Regions from separate parts of the Mus musculus genome. Here region 1 is linked to region 2. Evidence: chromatin contacts called from public Hi-C data. All regions are on one chromosome and are shown on one strand. The core of a region is the stretch at or near the end of the contact, and the rest is flanking DNA. Distances in the headings are between cores, read along the strand shown. Region 1 overlaps Wnt4 (wingless-type MMTV integration site family, member 4). Region 2 overlaps Ephb2 (Eph receptor B2).

What was found. Hi-C and Micro-C count contacts between places; a contact is called where the count stands out from the background.
Region 1: a Hi-C map of cortical neurons shows a contact between it and region 2, with 2.0 times the contacts expected there. The contact joins two enhancer-like sites. A contact is called at or near these places in 12 of 39 promoter capture datasets (the 3T3-L1 cell line, 3T3-L1-derived adipocytes, the HPC-7 cell line and 8 more), 2 of 15 datasets of contacts at CTCF or cohesin (embryonic stem cells and stem cell-derived epiblast-like cells) and 34 of 484 Hi-C or Micro-C datasets (B cells, the CH12 cell line, the G1E-ER4 cell line and 10 more).

Annotation. Positions count from the first base shown.
Region 1 is chr4:137,293,315-137,296,211 of GRCm38.p6, reverse strand. Wnt4 (wingless-type MMTV integration site family, member 4) reads right to left here. Exons shown (of 5, transcript NM_009523.2): 3 at 640-771; 4 at 410-552. Among named protein-coding and RNA genes, the nearest start is that of Wnt4, 17 kb to the right of the region's middle. Within about 2 kb of position 1,526, at least 18 of the 459 cell types and tissues checked have an H3K27ac peak or open chromatin away from gene starts, as enhancers often do. A contact at or near this core is called in cerebral cortex, cortical neurons and hippocampal neurons, where this site is marked.
Region 2 is chr4:136,650,711-136,653,689 of GRCm38.p6, reverse strand. Ephb2 (Eph receptor B2) reads left to right here. Exons shown (of 16, transcript NM_010142.4): 16 at 1-2,979. Among named protein-coding and RNA genes, the nearest start is that of Lactbl1, 30 kb to the right of the region's middle. Within about 2 kb of position 1,324, at least 45 of the 459 cell types and tissues checked have an H3K27ac peak or open chromatin away from gene starts, as enhancers often do. A contact at or near this core is called in cerebral cortex, cortical neurons and hippocampal neurons, where this site is marked.

The sequences.
Region 1 (2,897 bases), core at 277-2,776, 640 kb before region 2:
AAGGGGTTCACTGTCATGCCTGCTTTGTATAAACATCTACTGGATCCTACGCTGAGCTGGCAAGCAGTGTTGGGGACAAGGTGCTGTCCTGTACTTGGGGGCACTTGGAGTTGCTGGCAGACACAGTGAAGGGCAGTGTTGTAGGAAGCATTTGAGTGAGTGACAGGTGACCCAAGGAATACAGTGCTGTGCTGAATCTCCACAGGGACCCTGGGTGTAGATATCAGGAAGGCAGATGGGATCGCAAGTTAAGCACATGATATCTGGGTGGACTGGACTGGATCTGCTCCCCCTGGCCCCCCACTACCAACCCCTGGCCTACAGAGGTGCCCGATGAGAAGACGAACTTCCACGGGGACTCTGCCCGTGCAGCCCTGCCCCAGTGTCGATGGGGTTGGTACCACTCTACCTTCCTGCCAGCCTCGTTGTTGTGAAGATTCATGAGTGCCCGGCTGGAGGAGGCCCCCTTGCTCCTCTCCCGGACGTCCACAAAGGACTGTGAGAAGGCTACGCCATAGGCGATGTTGTCCGAGCATCCTGACCACTGGAAGCCTGGGGTGTGGAGGGCAGAAAGAGTTCTGGGGTGAGTTTGGGCCTGGGGCTAGGCCCCTGTCCTTCCCTTTGGACAGATATGCTTACCCTGTGGGCTGACCCCGTGCACTGTCCGGTCACAGCCACACTTCTCCAGTTCTCCACTGCTGCATGCCCTTGTCACTGCAAAGGCCACACCTGCTGAAGAGATGGCGTATACAAAGGCCGCCTCCCGGGTCCCTGTGGGAGGCAGAGGGAGGAAAGGGCTAGGTCCTGGGGCACCCACCACATCTGTATTTTCCTTGCAGAACAGGAGAGGCATATGAGGCCTGCTGAATGCTGGGCACCAAGGAGGGACAAGCCTGCCTGCCGAGCACACAGTAGGTCCTGGTTCTGATCACACCAGTAGCTGAACCTCCTCCCCACGTGAGGACCAGCGCGTCCTCCCAACATCCTGGTGAGGCAAGAGCTATGGTCACCCCCATTTTACAGAGCCTTGGCAGCTTGTCCCGCAGCACGTGGCTGAGCCAGCAGACAGCCTGGCTTCAGGGTCTGATCGCTCAGCTCCTGAAGAATGCCATTCCCACTGCCTCCTCCAGAAGGCAAGGGATCCTCATGTCATTTTGTGACAATCTGGGGAGTTGAGGGGGCTGCAGCGGCTGTGAAGGGGTGCAGTCACACTGCCACCCCAGCTCTGCTCCTTTGTTGAACAGTTCCCTGGGCTCTAAGTTCTCCCTTGTGACCCTGCTCTTCCTCAGGCTGGCCCTGCAGCTCACAATGTCTCCTGCTTCCTTGAGACTTGAAAACAAGCCATAGCATTGGCAGCTCCTAGCATCGAGCCCCTCCTGCTGACTGGGGGGAAGGAGGGTATTGCCCACAAGCCCGCCCCAGTCCCCGTGATCAGGTGATAGAGACAGGGGTCTGTAGCACAGGTCTGCCCGCCTCTCTGTAGTGTTTGCATCTTCTGCCCATCGCTGCTAAGCAATTCTATTTTGGTGACAGCCCTCCTCCCCTGCCTGAATGGATGTTTTTATCCTCCTAGGAACTGTGCCTTGGGGGTAGCTGTTGTGGAGTCTCTTTCTTGGGGGTGAGCTGGGGCAGTGTGTGAGCAGAGCATCCACTGGGCTGGGTGTGTTACCAGACAGTGGGCCTTGCTCTCTATCCAGGACCCTGTGAGGGCCTCTGTGTGCTGTGGCTGGCCTTCTGTCTTTAGATGCAGGGTCTGTGTCCACAAGAGTGGTGGGGGCAGGCTTTGGCCCCCTGGTTGGCAATTACCTCTGCAACACCCAGGCCTGTGCTCCCAGCTGCCCTAGGGAGCAGTCACCACGGTCAGATGAGAACGGTCACCTCCACTGTGCTGCTCTGTGGACAGAGGCAGCCTAGCCTGGGCGCTGGAGTTGGAGGCAGCTCAGCCCCCAACACGCAGGACACCCTGTTCTCGGTGCAGTTCTTTCTTAGGCAGGGAGTGCCACCCACGGTCCTTTCCACTGCCCACTTGCTGCTTGGCCATTTTGGGCCTGCACTGAGGGGCTTGGCTGGAGCAAGGGAGTCTGGGATGGAATCTTCTCCAAGCTAATTGAGGTTAATAGCAGGCTCATGTTGGTTGGTTTTATGCTGTGGCCGCCCAAAGAGACAACTTCAGTTTCTGGTATTTCTGGTATTTCCAGGCCTGAACCAGCACAAATCGTTGCCCCAAAGACCAAGGGGGAAGGGCAGTCCCAGGAGATGGGGCTGATGGGACTGGTGGGTGGCCTTAGCCCTCTGCCCTAGGAGGTCCCTTTTGCTTCTTTAACTGCCCAGGCAGTCTCTGCCCAACCCTGGCTCTTGTTCACCTCTGCCCCCTTGTGCCAGTGGTTCTTAAGGGGTCCCAGTCCTGCCATGGGGTTGCTCGGAAGAGCACTGTCTCATTTGAGTGAGGTCACCATAATCATTTTCTGAGTGACTGGATGAAGGAAGTAGCTCTCCAAGACCTTATTAACCATAGCTGCAGCTCAGGAAGCCTACTATGTGCAGGTGTTGTCTGAGCACTTAGCACATTAGCTGAGGTATAAGCTTGTCATGACAGGAATAGAAGTGAATCGCTGAGCGGTGAGGTAACCCGCCCAATGTTTCCCAGCTAGGATTTGGGACAGCCAGAATTCGAACTCAGTCTTTTCTCACTGACTCTGGGCTCTAGCCACTCAGCTTCAGTAGTGTGGCCCTGGTGGCTTCCCTGGGACCCAGGCTGGAGCCTTGTTCTCTGGAAGAGGGCCCAATGGGACCTGATTTCCCCAGAGGCTGTTTAATGGCAGAAGGACATTATGGTGGGACTGGGAGTACCATGGTGGGGTGTCTTGGGGAGGTGATAGATACTTTACCCCGCAGGA
Region 2 (2,979 bases), core at 75-2,574:
CTCCCCTGTGAGCAAATGCAGGGAATCCGAGCAGAACAATCGGTTAGTGAATTGAATGGAAATAAATGCTTTAGTTATAAAATGACCCCTGTACTCTGTAAGTTCCAAGAAAAAGATCCTGGCACCTTTGGGACCTGCCAAATGACTTTAATGCTCTTGCAAGGGACTCTTCCCCCTGCCCCTCAGGATCCAAAAGGCCCAGGCTGAGGAAACTCATGGAGGCAATCAAACAAACAAACAAAGAAGCTCATGTAGCCTTCTTAGCCTAGGGTCATCAGAAGCACAGGCAGAGAAGCGTAGGCACTGGGTTGGCTCAGCTCTGCGTTGCGTGTACAGTGCCTGGCTAAGTAAGCCACGTTAGAAGTGGTGGCCCGTGGACCCCATTCAGCCACAAATGTAACCCCCTCCCCCACACAATGCTGTCTCCTGTGCTAAGGGCTCGGACTTACTGTGAGTAGTTCTTTTGTGTGGAGGAGGAGAAGGAGGAAGAGAAGGAAGAGGAGGAGAAGGAGGCAGGAAGTGTGTGTGCTGCAGATAAGACTGTTAGAAGAGGAAGGGGTATCCCAGAGACAGCTCATCTCAGGACCATTTCCTTTGTCTGGTGAGCATCTTTGAGGAGCCTATCCATGGGGGAAGATTGAGGCCACAGGCCACCAGCAAAAGACCCTGCAGTGAGCAAAACCATCGTGGCTCAGCCTGTCATCTGTCCTTCACCTATTCTCAACCCGGGAGCAGAGGGAAGGAAGGGATTAGAGAGGAAGCTTGTCCCTGGGGTAGGGACAGCGGGCCTGGACACAGGGCAAGTATTGGCAAGTTTCCCACAAAGCAGCAAACAGCGGCCCGTTGGCCATCCCTTAATGGCCCAAAGACACCCAGCGCGGATGGCAGCTGTCCCAGCACACAAGGTCACCTTCTGGTGGGAGCTTCTCTGATGCTCTGCAGATTAACTGTCTCCCCAGCCCACCTCCCACCACCCCAGAGCCCCACGAGGCCTGGCAGTCAGTGTTTCCGTCAGATGGCTTCCTGCCTTAAGCCACTAGGCTGGCGTCTTCTAGCCAGCTCATCTGCCCATCCACCCTCTAGTGCCCAAAGTATTCGTGTAAAGCCGTAGGACTCTACATGTCTACTTCCAGAATACGGGTGCTATCCAGACCTTCTGTCTCCTCTTCAGGGTACCAAACAGACACCGTCACTGTGGCAGTCCTGAGTGTAGGCCCTGCTCACTTCTCAACTACAAGACATCGTCCTCCCCCCACTCCTCAATGCTCAGCAGGGAGTGGTAGGCCCTGCTGCCAAGCGCCTTCCACTTAGGCTGCCCGCTCACATGGGCACACAGCTTGGAGCTATCTGCTGCCTAGTTACTAATCCCTTCCTGGCTCCACCCCCCATCCATCTCCCCACTCCCAGCCCCCCCAAGCACTAGCTCCCACCTGCCCAGCATCAGGAACCGCTTCCGGCTGTTCAGCCCAAGCTTGTTTCTTGAGGAAAGAAAGCTGTTTTGTGAACCTGGGCCAGGGCACCATGGAAGTGGGGCCAGCTGCTCTGGGAGAGTGTGCCTGGAAGAGCCACTCGGGGCCAAGTTAAGTATGACGGAGCTGTGCCACCCACCCCAGAAGTCTCACAATGGGCTGTTAGTGGCAATCAACAGGCCTGTTCCTGAGCCGGTATTGAAGGTGTCTTGCTGGTAGGTTGGTAGCACGCTTGCCTGGCATGCACAAAGCACTCGGTTCCACCCCCCAGCACTGCATAAACCGGATATGGTAATATATGACTGTAAACTCGGTACTCAAGAAATGGAGGCAGGAGGGTTAGAAGATCAGTGGCATCCTTAGCTACTTAGTGAGTTCAAAGCCAGCCTGGGCCACATAAGACCTTATCTCTAGGAAAGAAGTTATGGTCAATAGTGACATCCTTAGTGCTAGACCCACTGCTTCTGAGCAGACACAAGAGTAGCAGAGAACACTTATACAATCTACTTACCAGCTGGGCCTCAAGTCCACCCTTTCCAGTATCCAGAGCGCCCACCTTCTCTATGGCTGAGAGGTCTATGCTGCCCCCTTGTGGGCACTCACTAACATTGCACCCCCTCATAGATCCCACCCCTTGCTGAAGGACTCCCACCGGAGACCACCACCCACCCCAATGCCACCCTTGCTTCTCCAGGTGCCTGTCATTTCCAGGGACAGTTCCCAGAGGAAGACCTTTGGCAGGGAGAGGTGCAAATGCACTCAAAAGACAAGATGTAACCTACTTCTGTCACTAACTAGGGCCACGGGCCCCAGGAGAGACTGTTCCTCACTGGGCCATAGCTTCTCATCTATAAAACAGGAGCATTAGGCTGGGTGCTGCAGGCCTGGAAAACCCTTTGTCCACCTCGGTCCCGCAAAGTAAAACACTGGTTCAGGGCCACGGCTCCAGAAAGGGCCACAAGCCTTGGCTTCCCCGCACCAGGGTCCACCCGAACATGGTCACTTAGGCGCAGAAAACAAAGGAATCCAGCTCTGGCGTATGAGGCAAGAGAAAACCAGATGGGATGGGCTATCAGGGTGGGCTTTCAGGGGGAGGCTACAGGCTGAGAGAAAGGTCACTCCAAAACGTAGCAGCTTCAACAGTGCAGCGCAAAAACATCTGGAGGTGTTGTGGGGCATGAGTTGGTGTGAGTGTAGGGCATGGAATTAAGGTCCAGCCACAGAGGCTACCAAGCAGAGATTAGTAGGACTACCATTAGATTATAGAGCAGTGGTTCTCAACCTTCCCAATGCTGCAACCCTTTAACACAATTCCTCACGGTGTGGTGACCCCCAACCATTTGTTGTGGTTTGATTTGGCTTTTTGAGACAGGGTTTCTCTGTGTAGCCCTGGCTGTTCTGGAACTCACTCTGTAGACCAGGCTGGCCTTGAACTCACAGAGATCCACCTCCCTCTGCCTTCTAGGTGCTGGGGTTAAAGGGGTGCGCCACTACCACCTAGCTCATAAAA